4 separate regions of the Mus musculus genome follow, and regions 1, 2 and 3 are each linked to region 4. Evidence: chromatin contacts called from public Hi-C, Micro-C and promoter capture Hi-C data. All regions are on one chromosome and are shown on one strand. Each heading gives the region's core, a stretch centred on a gene start, on an enhancer-like site or on the middle of the called end of the contact. The rest is flanking DNA. Distances are from core to core; before and after follow the strand shown. Region 1 holds the start of Tsr2 (TSR2 20S rRNA accumulation). Region 2 holds the start of Gnl3l (guanine nucleotide binding protein-like 3 (nucleolar)-like). Region 3 holds the start of Fgd1 (FYVE, RhoGEF and PH domain containing 1). Region 4 holds the start of Smc1a (structural maintenance of chromosomes 1A).

The links. Hi-C and Micro-C count contacts between places; a contact is called where the count stands out from the background. Capture Hi-C pulls out chosen DNA fragments and counts their contacts.
Region 1: a contact with region 4 is called in a Hi-C map of CD8 T cells, with 8 times the contacts expected there. The contact joins the promoter of Tsr2 here to the promoter of Smc1a in region 4. A contact is called at or near these places in 5 of 39 promoter capture datasets (the C10 cell line, erythroid cells, liver and 2 more) and 1 of 484 Hi-C or Micro-C datasets (CD8 T cells).
Region 2: a contact with region 4 is called in a promoter capture Hi-C map of adipose tissue, with 3 times the contacts expected there. The contact joins the promoter of Gnl3l here to the promoter of Smc1a in region 4. A contact is called at or near these places in 3 of 39 promoter capture datasets (the C10 cell line, erythroid cells and liver), 3 of 484 Hi-C or Micro-C datasets (B cells, CD4 T cells and regulatory T cells), 6 of 115 datasets of contacts at active chromatin or transcription factors (astrocytes, embryonic stem cells, large pre-B cells and 2 more) and 2 of 9 other capture datasets (adipose tissue and liver).
Region 3: a Micro-C map of embryonic stem cells shows a contact between it and region 4, with 7 times the contacts expected there. The contact joins the promoter of Fgd1 here to the promoter of Smc1a in region 4. A contact is called at or near these places in 4 of 39 promoter capture datasets (the 3T3-L1 cell line, liver, pre-B cells and 1 more), 1 of 484 Hi-C or Micro-C datasets (embryonic stem cells) and 1 of 115 datasets of contacts at active chromatin or transcription factors (astrocytes).

Annotation. Positions count from the first base shown.
Region 1 is chrX:151,095,222-151,098,130 of GRCm38.p6, forward strand. It overlaps Tsr2 (TSR2 20S rRNA accumulation), which reads right to left and starts at 1,322. Exons shown (of 5, transcript NM_001164578.1): 1 at 1,208-1,322; 2 at 944-1,034. The coding sequence starts at 1,291.
Region 2 is chrX:151,016,065-151,018,948 of GRCm38.p6, forward strand. Gnl3l (guanine nucleotide binding protein-like 3 (nucleolar)-like) reads right to left here and starts at 1,258. Exons shown (of 16, transcript NM_198110.2): 1 at 1,137-1,258.
Region 3 is chrX:151,045,417-151,048,457 of GRCm38.p6, forward strand. Fgd1 (FYVE, RhoGEF and PH domain containing 1) reads left to right here and starts at 1,754. Exons shown (of 18, transcript NM_008001.4): 1 at 1,754-2,565. The coding sequence starts at 2,259. Gm46690 (a long non-coding RNA gene) reads right to left here and starts at 676. Exons shown (of 2, transcript XR_001782846.2): 1 at 1-676.
Region 4 is chrX:152,015,138-152,018,043 of GRCm38.p6, forward strand. It overlaps Smc1a (structural maintenance of chromosomes 1A), which reads left to right and starts at 1,291. Exons shown (of 25, transcript NM_019710.2): 1 at 1,291-1,503. The coding sequence starts at 1,395. Ribc1 (RIB43A domain with coiled-coils 1) reads right to left here and starts at 1,158. Exons shown (of 8, transcript NM_025660.3): 1 at 1,026-1,158; 2 at 644-731.

The DNA of each region.
Region 1 (2,909 bases), core at 72-2,571, 920 kb before region 4:
GAGCTGAGAACCCAACTCAGGTTAGGAAGAGCAGGACGCACTTTTAACAGCTGAACATTTCTCCAGCCCCTTCTTTTATCATAAGGACAACTTGGGGATATGGAGCTTGAAACTTAGAGCAATTCCCCTGTCTCCGTCTCCCTGGTGCTAGAATCACAAACATGGCCCATATGCTAGACCTTGGATATGAATTTAATAACACTATAATATTTGCTTCTTTCATTCATTTATTCATTTGTGGTAGTATGAGTAGTGTAGAGCCTCACATGTGTGTAGTAAGCAAGCACTTCCATTGAGCTATATCTCCAAGTCTTTATATTATTTTTATTATGAGACAAGGTTGTGGTGAATCTGAACTTGAGGTCCTTTTGCATCAGGAATATGAGAGTACATGCCTGCACCACAGGGCCTGGCTGCCTTTTATTTATCAGAGGTACTGCTTTTAGTTTTGGTGGCACCAGGGTTGGAGCCCAGGGACACGAGCAGACTAGGAAAGTGCTCTACCACTGGGCTACACTCCTCACCCAACAATTTTAAAATTATATTTACTTGTGTAGGGAGAATCAGAGGACACCTTAAGCGTGTACCAGTTCTCTCCTTCCATGTTGTCCCAGCTATGAAATTCGGACTGTTATGCTTGTTGGCCTTTGTCCACGGAGCTGTCCCCCACCCCTCATCCAGCAATTTTAAGTTACAAGATATGACTCGAATAGTTCTTTTCGTCGGATCTTTCCATAACCATTTTAGAAAGTAGGAAAATGACTCTCTGGAAGGCAAAATGCGTTCTCCAGCATAATAGCATTTGAGTGTCATTGCCTCTAAGGCACTCTAAAGACACAATTCTGATCTCAAAGTCACGATTCATTCATCAAACGCGGGCTCTCTACGTCGAGGCTCTGCCACGCCACACTGCGACAGACAGCAACACCTCACATTCACTCACCATTGGCGATGAAGTAATCCTCCACTGCACCCCCTAGCCACTCGGCCTTCTCCTGGCTGTGCACGCCCCCGAAGCCATTCTCCACAGCGATCTGTGAACACAGGCCCAAGCCAACCATGACAGCATGGAAACCAGAACGGCGTGGCCTGCCGGGGCCTGGGAGTCTGCCGCTTACACCGCCCAGCCATGGCTCTGGCGCCTCGCCTGGTCAACTTCTATTTTGTCACAGCCTTAATCGTGACCCCCCGCCAGGACCTCACTTACCTGTAAAGCAGGCCAAGCCTCCAGCGCAGCTCGGACTGCAGCTCCGAAGAGCACACGCACATCTTCAGCGGCGCCCGCCATCATCCGTTTAGATCACGTGGCTCCCAGGCAGCCCAATCGCTAGGGCGACCTCACCAGGCAAAAGGAGCCAAAAGCCGATTCTCAGAACGTGGTTTAGTTTTCTGCCAATCTGGCTGGCAGCAAGACCAGAACAGTGGGAAACGCCATCAGTGGTAGATGCTACCACTTACCACAGTAAATCCTAATAATTAAAGGAGAACCTGGAGCAGAGTACTTAGGAAGCATAGCTGAAATAAAGAGGAAAGGAGAAAAGAATAGCGAGGGCGAGAAAACCTACATTTGCGAGGCTCAGCAGATAAAGGCAATTGCCTCCAAGCCTGAAGAACTGAGTTCAGTCCCTGAGCCCTACAGGATGGAACTAGAGAACCGATTTCTGCAATTTCCTCTCACCTCCACATGTGTTACACGGCATTCACAGGCGCAGGCACTCCCACACACAATAAATAAATGTAATTTTAATTTTTTAAAAATAATTATTTTATATATGTGAGTACACTGTCACTGTCTTCAGAGACACCTCAGAAGAGGGCATCGGATCCAATTGCAGATGGTTTTGAGCCACCATGTGGTTTCTGGGACTTGAACTCAGCTCAGGACCTCTAGGAAGAGCAGTCAGTGCTCTTAACCGCTGATCCATCTCTCCAGCTCCAACAATTCATTCTTGAGTCAAATATGAGTGACCATGTCCAGGATTCAGGTTGTCCAGAAAGATATTTTCTTTTGTGGAAGTGGTCAAATGACATTTTAGTAGTTACAGAACAAAGAAAGTCCTAAGTCAAAGCATTTACTAAATCTATTGATAGAGACTACAGGTAGTGGGATGAGGAAATTTCTGCTTAGGTTTCAGATACTGTCTGATGACATTCTTAGCTTTTGGATTCATAGATGCTCGCTGTTAAGTATGTATTTGAAAAGTTGTGATAACCACGAGATTTCTCGTTCAGATTCAAGGGAAGACAAGGAATTGTTTTCAATGGGATTAAAAGTAGCTCAAGGTCATTTGTCTCTCCTCTGTAACATTTTTACTCACCCCAACCACAAAGCTCCGTCATTTGGTCCTATAGAACGGTCCATACAGATGTACCTGTTCTTTTCTCTAGGAACTTCAGTTTCCACTGTGTAGCCATGTCTGGTATTGGACTCTTACCACACTCTCCTAAATTCTAGGACTAATCACACACCACCACACTTAGCACAGAATATAGATTTTTCTGAAGTTCACAAGAACATTCTCCAAGACACACCATGTAGTATTCCACACAACAGCGTTTAGTATGTTTTAAGGACTAAGGGCTGATAATGTTTCTATCTACCTTGCCAGCATACTGGGGTCCTGGAGTTTCATCCCAAGACCACAAAAGAAAAAAAAAAAAAAAAGAAAGACTGCAAAGCAAAATTAGAAATTAGTAAGAGAAAGAAACATGTGAAATCCATAAATTTGTGTAACCTTATGGACTCTATTTTATGGAAATAGGTCAAAGGACAAAAACAAAGGGAAATTGGAAAACACTATGAAATGAACCTTGAGTGTTGTAGCTGAAGTACTTAGGGGACACATTTTTAGCTTGCAACAAAAATGTTTGAGCTGTAAATATTTAGAAAGAGCCCATGGGGGAGATAC
Region 2 (2,884 bases), core at 8-2,507, 1.0 Mb before region 4:
GAGCATTCATATACATAAATAAATACAATTTTAAAAGTAGAGAAAATCTGAGCTCCTATTCTATGGATGAGGAGAGATTTCGAATGCACTGCATTGTAGGATGATCAGTGATATCACTGGCTTTCTGGGCTAAATGGGAGGGGGGAGTTGTCTGCATCTCTACTGCTCAGATGCCCCCTCTCTTGGTCAATCTGGTGATTATAAATCATTTGGAGGGTGGGGTTCTGTCTCTACCTCAAAAGGGAAGAAAATAAACCTGAGTTTCTCTACCCTGAGGGTCTACTTGAGAGGCATAGCATTATCTCAGTGGACTAAAGTCTGTTCCCAGGTACTGTAAGCCAGTTTGGGTGGGCCTTTACTACCGTCAGAAAAACAGCAATTCTTTATGGGGTAGCTATGGGGGTCTAATTTTCCATAATGAAGGGGGAGGGGTAAATCTGTGTGGTTGCCCATAAGTCTCTGTCTCCAATGATTTTGAGGGCTGATGGTGTCTGGTGACTGGTTACAAGGGTAAACATGAGAAGGGTGGGTCTCTACGTTAGGAGCTCTCTTCCTCTAGATATTACACAATTCTGAGCTCCCCTATCGCAGTATGGAGATGGACAAGCCCCGTTAAAGACCTATGCCTTAATAAGCCAGAAGTCGGCCTGCTCAACCTTGTATTGGAAATTATTTTCTTATAGGGCAGGGATGATATCATCCACCATTTGATGGGTCGACACACCTGTCTCCATTACGCAATGAAAGTATAAACGTAATAGACCTTCTCACACATGGATGGGGGCGTCTGTCTACATGGGAGAAATGGCAGTAATGCGAAATGACGCCCAAATATCCTGAAAGGCGGAGGGCAACCGACATTTTGTCTCATACGCATGGTCAGTGCCTCTCTACATAGCCAGGATGCATCTTTAGAGCCTCTCTAGGAGGCCGCCAGAATGCAGTTCAGCGCATCGCCACATGTGGAGCTATCCGTATCCCTCTTCCAGGCCCTTCTACTTTACAAGAGAGCCAGCTTTTCACCTCTCTAGTCCAGGATGGCGAGCATCTCTGGTTTCACCTTTAAAAAAACAATCTTTACTATACTGCTGGCCTGGTGAGCACTCACCACGAAAAAAAAGAGAGTAGTCTCTTACCTACACTTCCGGCAGGGACCTCGGAGAGCTGTTAGAAGCACAACGTCGCCAGTCCAGGAGTGCGCAGCTAGGCTCCGCCCAGACTTCCGGATCCCAGCCCAGCTCTTTGCTCCGCCTAATTTGCGTAAGACGCAAGGGCGGAGTTTCGATATAATTGCTGCGCCGCACAGTCCCGCCCCCGCTCCCACGCTGGCCCCGCCTCCTGGCTGCCGGCGGGTAAAGAAATAGCGAAGAGGGGGGCGGGAGCCTGGCGATGGGAGGGGGGGCAGTTGTGTGTATCTGTGTCTTGTTTGTGTGTGTGTGTGTGTGTGTGTGTGTGTGTGTATACTCATGTGGCCACAAAAGCTATTTGTAAGACGAACTCTTTTGTGCGGCTTCCTGGCTAGGGTTAAGGATGTATCTTCTCTAGTCTGTTACCAAAGTAATCACTGGCAGCATTAGATGAGGGTAGGGGGCAATAGTTTGTCCTCCTGGAAGATGGCGACAGACCGGGTGCGAGAAAATGGCCGCCGGAATCACGTGTCTATTTGGCTGCGTATATCCCACCTGAAATGAGTTCGCTGTTTTCAGCAGCTTTCCAGTCTCACGGGACTCTAAAGCATAGCAAGGCTCAGCCGGGAGCAGCAACCGAAACTCTTTGGAATTGTCACTCACCGGTTTACCCTCTTCTCCCTCATGTATGATTCCTGTGTCTGCAGAAAATAAACCTATCTCTAAAGCGAGGGTAGGTAAGGGTGTCTTTAATAACCATTTCAGGAAACTTCTGACTTGACTGGGAAGTGAGATAACCCTCCAAAAAGCGTAACTATTAATTTAATTCCTTCCTGGTCATTTACTTCCAGTCCTTTCCCTCTCCTCAAGTCTAAACCTTAAGGGTGGGGGTTGGGCTAGGTAAGGCAACCACCCAGAACGTGTGTTCTTCATCTGCAACTCATTCCTGCTGAAAACAAGCCCTTTTGCTCTCCCTCCCCTTATAGTACAGGATTGGCTGCTACCTTTCTCTCTAGACCCCAGATTCTTCTGGACCCCCAAAGTAGCCATAGTATTTACAGGCTCTATTTACCTATTGTAGCTCTATGAAATTTCTAATACCAGCGTTTTTATGACTCCCAGTTGAGTAAGAATCACAGCATCCTTTATCACAATACTACACTGTAGTAGGTTTTTTTCTTAAATTTTTTGTAGATTTGTTCTAGTTTGTGAGTTTGCTGTTATGTGTGTGTGTATGTATGTGCACCATATACCTTCCTGATGCATGTGGAGAGCAGAAGGATGCTTTGGATCCTCTGAATCTGGAGTTGCTGATGGTTGTGAGCCATCTGCATGTGAAAGCTTGCTGCTGAGCTCAGGTCGCCGGCAAAAGCAACAGGCTCTCCTAACTGCTGAGCCATCTCTCCAGTCCCTGTACACTATAGTTCTTAATGTGGCTTCATCACCACAGGAGAGAGGACTCCTCAGAGAAATGACAGTTCATCTTTGAACTCTCATAGAAACCCAGTACAAAACTGGCTGGAAGCAAATTTGTCAACTGAAATTAAGAGCTGCACCACAAGTCAATGGGGATTGAACAGTTTAATAGGTAGCATTGGGAAAATTGGATCAGGATAAAGAGAAATATAAATGCCAGGTATGGTAGTACATCCCCTGAGTACAGAGTCTGAGATTGGAGGATCAGAAATTCAAGATCATCCTGGTTTGCACAGGCAGAGTGATTTAAAAAGGAAATTCATGATTTTGAAACAGAATGT
Region 3 (3,041 bases), core at 504-3,003, 970 kb before region 4:
GGGAGGTGTAGAAGAGAGAGAGAGAGAAAAGAGCCAGGGTATAGCTTAGATCTCTACTTTGACCAAGATCCTTCACTTAGGTAAGGTACAGCTCATTGAGAGAGGATTTCTTGAGTTGGGAAAGAACAGAGATTCTAGGTTTCTCTAGGATTTTCAAACAATGTTGTTTTCTAACCAGCTGAATGTCTGGGCCAGGAAAAATGTTTTGATTTGAAGTATTTTAGAGTAACTATCAAAGAAGTAATAATTGAAGCCATAGAAGCAAATGAGATATTGAGGGAAAGACCAGAGAGAGTGCGTGGGAAGACAGAGCTCAGGCCAAAGCTCCCAAGAACACTACTAAGACGAGGAGGAAACTGAAAAGGAAAAAGGAGAAAAATAAGCATGATATGTCATAGGGAAGCAATTTCAGGAGAAGGGAGAGGTCACTGGTGCTACCTGAATGCTAGCAAGTCCAAGTAGGATGACCTCTAAAGAGATTCTTTTCGGTTTAGTAACGTAAGCTATGGAAGACCTTGATAAGAAAAATAGCTTGGAAGAAGTAGTAGAGGTGAGTTGTAGCAGGGTTAAAGATAAGTGGGAGGTAGGAAATGGGACACTTGACTATGAGCAAGTCTTGAGTCATCTGTAAAAAGAGAAGAGAGATAACTTTTGGTGCTTGTTTTTTTAGATGGGAGAAGATACCTGACTGTTTAAAGCCCAGAGCGAAGGGACTCGGAACGAACTCAGAGGTCTGTTGCTAAGAATTCCAGACCTTTCTTCTGGCGTCTTCTGTTCACTCCATGTAAGTAGGACATGGGCTTATCAGCTAAGTACCGTGGGACGGAGTTGGGGGCACAAATCAAGATCTTGGGGAGACTAGATTTGATATGGCCACCATGGATGAGAGTTATCTAGGCAATGGGGGTGAAACAGAAAAGAAAGTTGACTACTAGTAGGGTGTCGGGTCAGTTCTGAGGGACTTGTAGAAGCTGGGAAATGAGGGTTTATCATGACACAAATGTGGAAAATTGTAGTGTTACCCAGTAGTGTTCAGCTGCCTGGGCACAAGCATGGAAAAAAAGGCAAACAGTTGGACTGGTTCAGTTTTGGGTTGCTGCCAGCCGGGTAACGGACAAAACAAGGGACCGCGACAAAAAGAGTGGAAAAGTAAAGGGCCATGAGATCTGGTCTGAGAAAATAAGTACTAAAGGATCGCTACGTGCCAAGCCTAGCTTAACTCTGGGACATGTGGAAAGGCTTCTGGGAAAGAGTGTGATGGGAGAGCGGAAGAAGGCATGAGATGCGACGGAAGGGTCGATTTCGGAAATTGGGCCCAGAGACTCGCCTCTGTGGGACCAAGGAAGGATGGGAAGGAAAGCTGAAGGGCCAGCAGAAGGAGGGCCTTAAGCTCCTAGCAGTTAGAGGTGAAACTGGCCCTAGCGAGGGGGCGTGGCCAAGCTCAAATCCCGACGAGGGGGCGGGGCTCCAATAACTGGGTCTCAGCGCCGCGGTGGCTGCGGCTGTCTCAGCAACGGCTCGCGCCTCCCCATCCCCCAGTTCCCAGGGCTCTTCCCGCCTGCCGCGGTGCAGACCCAGGACGAAGGCGGAGAAGCCCGGTCCAGCCCGGTCCTCCGCCCGCACGGCTGGAGCATCGTTCCGGAGGACTGCCCGAAGGCAAGCCTCGCAGCCGGAGAGCGCGGCGCACACGCGCGCCTCCCGGCCGCGGCCGTCCTCTCTTCCCTCCTTCCTCTCCTCTCCCCCTCCCCTCTCCTCCGCCCCCAGCCTCCGCTGCGGCGGGAGGAAGAACCCTTCCCGACTAGCCCAGAGAACCCAGGTCGATTCTCATTCCGGGAGAAAGAGACCCCCCTCGGTGGGATCCGGCTGGCCGCTCGCCCCCGGCTACGGAAGTGACTGGTCATCTATTAGGAGAGCTCGTGCCTAGCGCAGCCCCCGACCCTCGCCTAGCCGCAGCCGCATAGACAGCGCTCCCCAGCGGGCCCCCGGCCCCGCCGAGCCCACTCCCCGCTTGGGGCCAGGGCTGGCGATGCCTGGCGCGGCAACGGCGGTGGCCGCGGCTGCTGCTGCTGCTGCCGCCACGGCTGCTGGCCGGAGCCCGGGTCGGGGGCTCGAGTCTCCGCAGTGGGGCTGAGCCCGCAGCCCCGCCCCCCGAGCCTGAGGCCGCTGCTCCGCCGGGCGCCGGGCCTTCTCCGCCCGCGCCTCCGCCCCAGGAACTGGAGCCAAGCGGGGAGCCCGGGCCCCGCGCCCAGGCCCGGACCATGCATGGCCACCGAGTCCCGGGGGGCCCTGGGCCTTCGGATCCCGAACGCTCAGCGGCAAATACCCCCGGTGCCGCTCCGCTGGCCTGTGCCGACTCGGACCCTGGAGCCTTGGAACCCGGGCTGCCGGTGAGCAGGGGCTCAGGCACGGCTCTTGGAGGCCCTTTGGATCCTCAGTTTGTTGGACCCTCGGATGCCAGCCTGGGAGCGCCTCCAAGCTCCCGGGTCTTACCCTGCGGCCCTAGTCCTCAGCACCACCGGGCCCTGCGCTTCTCCTACCACCTGGAGGGCTCGCAGCCTCGGCCTGGTGAGTGATCCAGACAGCATGGGAACCTGGGCCACGGGCCTGGTACCGGGAACGGGTTCTTGTTCTAGGACTTGGAGCCGACATGCTCACCCTAGCCCCTTGGGTCCCCTCAACCCCTACCCCCACCTCCTGCAGTATTCGGTCCAGTCCTTTCAGCCTTTGCCCCTTGCTCTTATCTGTCCCTTGCGCCCTCAAGCCTTAAGACTCCTTTCTCTTCTAACTGTTGAGGCTAACAGGAGAGGAAGCACTCCAAGAAAAGGGGGCAGGATTTCAGGGCAGCAATGGGGATGTGGTTGGAATAGGAGAAAAGAAGTCTCCCATTAGCTAAGTGACTACATTTGTGCATGGCACTGAACTGGGTACTTTTACAAGGGTTTTTGTTTCAGCTTCAGGAGCCATCTGTGAAGTGGATATCATCAATTACATTTTTAGGGGTGCAGACTGAGGCTTTGAGAAGTAACTTGTCCAAGGTCACA
Region 4 (2,906 bases), core at 41-2,540:
TTTTGAAAAAATAAAAGAAGATACCCAGGAATAGCTGTGGAAACCACCAGACTCTTTCCATATCTAACTGAAAATGGCACTAACCCCGGCCTATAAAGACAATCTGTTGTCACAATAGGGGGATGATTCAGTAGACATCCTGGGCTGCTAAGATCATGACTATAAGGTGATAGAAGGGGAATGAAAGAATGAAGAAAAAGGGGATGGAAAAGAATTGGAGAAGGACAGGGTATAAAGGAGAGAGAGGAGAGAGGAAGAGAGGGGGGAGAGAGGAGAAAAAGAGGGAGGGAGAGGGAAGGAGGGGAGAGAGAGGGGGGAGAGGGAGAGAAAGAGGGAGGGAGAGAGAGAGGTGAAGAGGTGGAAATGGGGGAAACTTGATGTAATGGAGGGAAAAGGACAGAGTTGGAGCGAGAGAGGGAGGGAGGAGAGAGGGAGAGGGAAGGAGAGGAGAGAGAGGGGAGGGGGAGAGGAAGGGAGAGAGGAGAGAGAAAGAGAAAGGGAGGGAGAGAGGAGAGAAAGGGGGAGGGAAAGAGACAGAGGGGAAGTGGTGGAAATGGGGGAAACTTGATTTAACAGGGAGGGAAAAGGACAGAGCTGGAGCACTGGCTTAAGGACCTGGACTCCTAGTGTTCACACAAGATACCTTTCTCAGTACAGAATTCCAGTTTTGAAGCTCGAAAATGGATTGGACCCAAGTTGACTCTTGGATTTACAACGGCAGTCTTTAAATTCTGCTTGGAGAAATAAGAGAGAAGCAGACGATAGGGGCAGTATTTCAGAACACAGCCTTTCCCAACTTGTATCTCTGTTGTCTAAGAGATACTCTCATCGTCCTCACACTCTAAGCTCGCCTCATCTAAGTCCTCCCTTTGATCCCTCTTCCATCCCAAACTGCCCACCCTTCCGAGGGCGCCTTCCCATTCCCGACTGAATCCTTGGCTGAAGCGCTTCTCCCCGTCTCCCCCCTTGCTGGCTAGACTACAAACCCCAGCCGAGCTTCTGCCTCCCACTAGCTCTGGCAGAACCTTGAAGTGACTTCTTTCCCAGCAAGCGTGGGCTCAGACCCCGCCTGCTTGCTCTGATTTCCCCCGAAGTGATCAGAGCACTAACGCTTCCCGTCCTAGTTGGCGGCCACTTCAACAGTTGCTGGGTAACTACGTAGAGGGGCGGGGCCTGAGCGCCCAGCGCGTGCTCCAGCCGGGCAACAATTCAACAAAAGCGCTATTTCAGGCGGAAGTGACCATTTCTGGCCCCGGAAACAGGAAATCGTGATTGGCTTGGACTTATTATCGCGAGGCTTACTGTACACCCGGCTTGCACTGCGCTATTTCCCGCGCGGGCTAACCTCGTTCCCAGGAGTAAGGCGCGGCCTTTCCTACGCCAGCGCCGCTGTCATGGGTTTCCTGAAACTGATTGAGATCGAGAACTTTAAATCGTACAAGGGTCGACAGATTATCGGACCATTTCAGAGGTTTACCGCCATCATTGGACCCAATGGCTCTGGTGAGATTAAAACCGGCTGTGGCCCTGCGCGCGTCCCGGTCCGGTTCCCCCTGCTTGTCTGCAAAGTAGTACAACCTACCCCCATGCAACCCGAGACATTGTGAACCCTGAAATGTTCCTTGATCCTCTTGGTGGGGCTTGGATCTGAACTTGCTTTCCCTTTTGGCATACACTGAACTCGAGTCTCTTCCCAACTGTCAGTTGGCGGAGTTCGGCGCAGACCCCCTCTGGCCCGAATGGTATGGGCCGAACCGTGCGTCGCCCCGCCCACTACCCCTCCCGCCAAAAGAGGCGTTCCCGAAATTTGCTGCCAGTTGTTTGGCCCGCGGCTTCCTTCCGGTCTGCATTGTTCCACCTTCCTAAACTTGTTTGACACCTCTGGGAAAATTTGGGAACCGTAACTCTGCTTTGGCGTCCGATCCCAAGCTGTGTACTTTGTGCTCTACTCAGCCCTCCCCGCACCCGCACCTCCCGATGGAACGCTCCACTCTGATTCCTTTCCCCCCCCCCCTCTCTGCTGTGGCACTTTTGAATTTCTGACCCAGCGTTCCGCTCAGCAGCGTGGGATTGCGATGCCCCCCACCCCTCCGCATGCCCCCCACACGCCTAAGAGATTGTTGCTTTGATTTGCCTTTTTCCTACCAGAAAACCGTAAATAAGCCTGAACTTGTTCGCTTGCCAAATTGGTGGAGGGTTTGGGGTTTTATCAGTTAAGTTTATGCGGGGAGAGCAAATCCGAGATCGCGGGAAAGGAGAAGCAAAGTACAAAATAAGATAACACTTAGGCCATTATAAATGTTTTGTAGAAAAGGGGTTAGGCTGATAAGTTAGAGTGACTTTGATAGTAACCCTACTTTTTCATACTTAAGCCTACTATTTCATATCTTAGTTTTTGCTGTATAGCTCGTAGTTTCCTCTCACCCATCTCTAGAAGTATTCGTTATGAATCTTTGCTGTGTTCCTCCACTCCAGAGATATTCTAGTTTACTCATTTTCTAGCCTGCTAGGCCACCCTTACCTTGAAGTAGCTCATAGCGAATACCTTCACTGGACTCTTGCTTGCGGTTTTGTTCTCTGTCTAGAGCATTGTTTCCTAACACTAGCTCTTTAGCCACACACTTTCTCTGTGCGGTTGGTTCTGTGCATTGTAGAATGTTTAGCTGTTTTCCTGACCTCTCTCCACTAAATGACAGCACCTCCACTCCCCTGAAATGCCCATCAAAAATGTGTTCGGACAATGTCAGAGTTTGGAGTGCGGGTGGGGGTGGTAATGACGGGTTACTTACTTCCCCTACTACGGTTTAAGAACCACTGGCCTAGAGGGTTGATGCTTTGAGTTCCACTAAATTTCTTAGGATTTTGGTCTTGTGACTCTTGTAGAAAATGCTTGGTTGTACCACTTG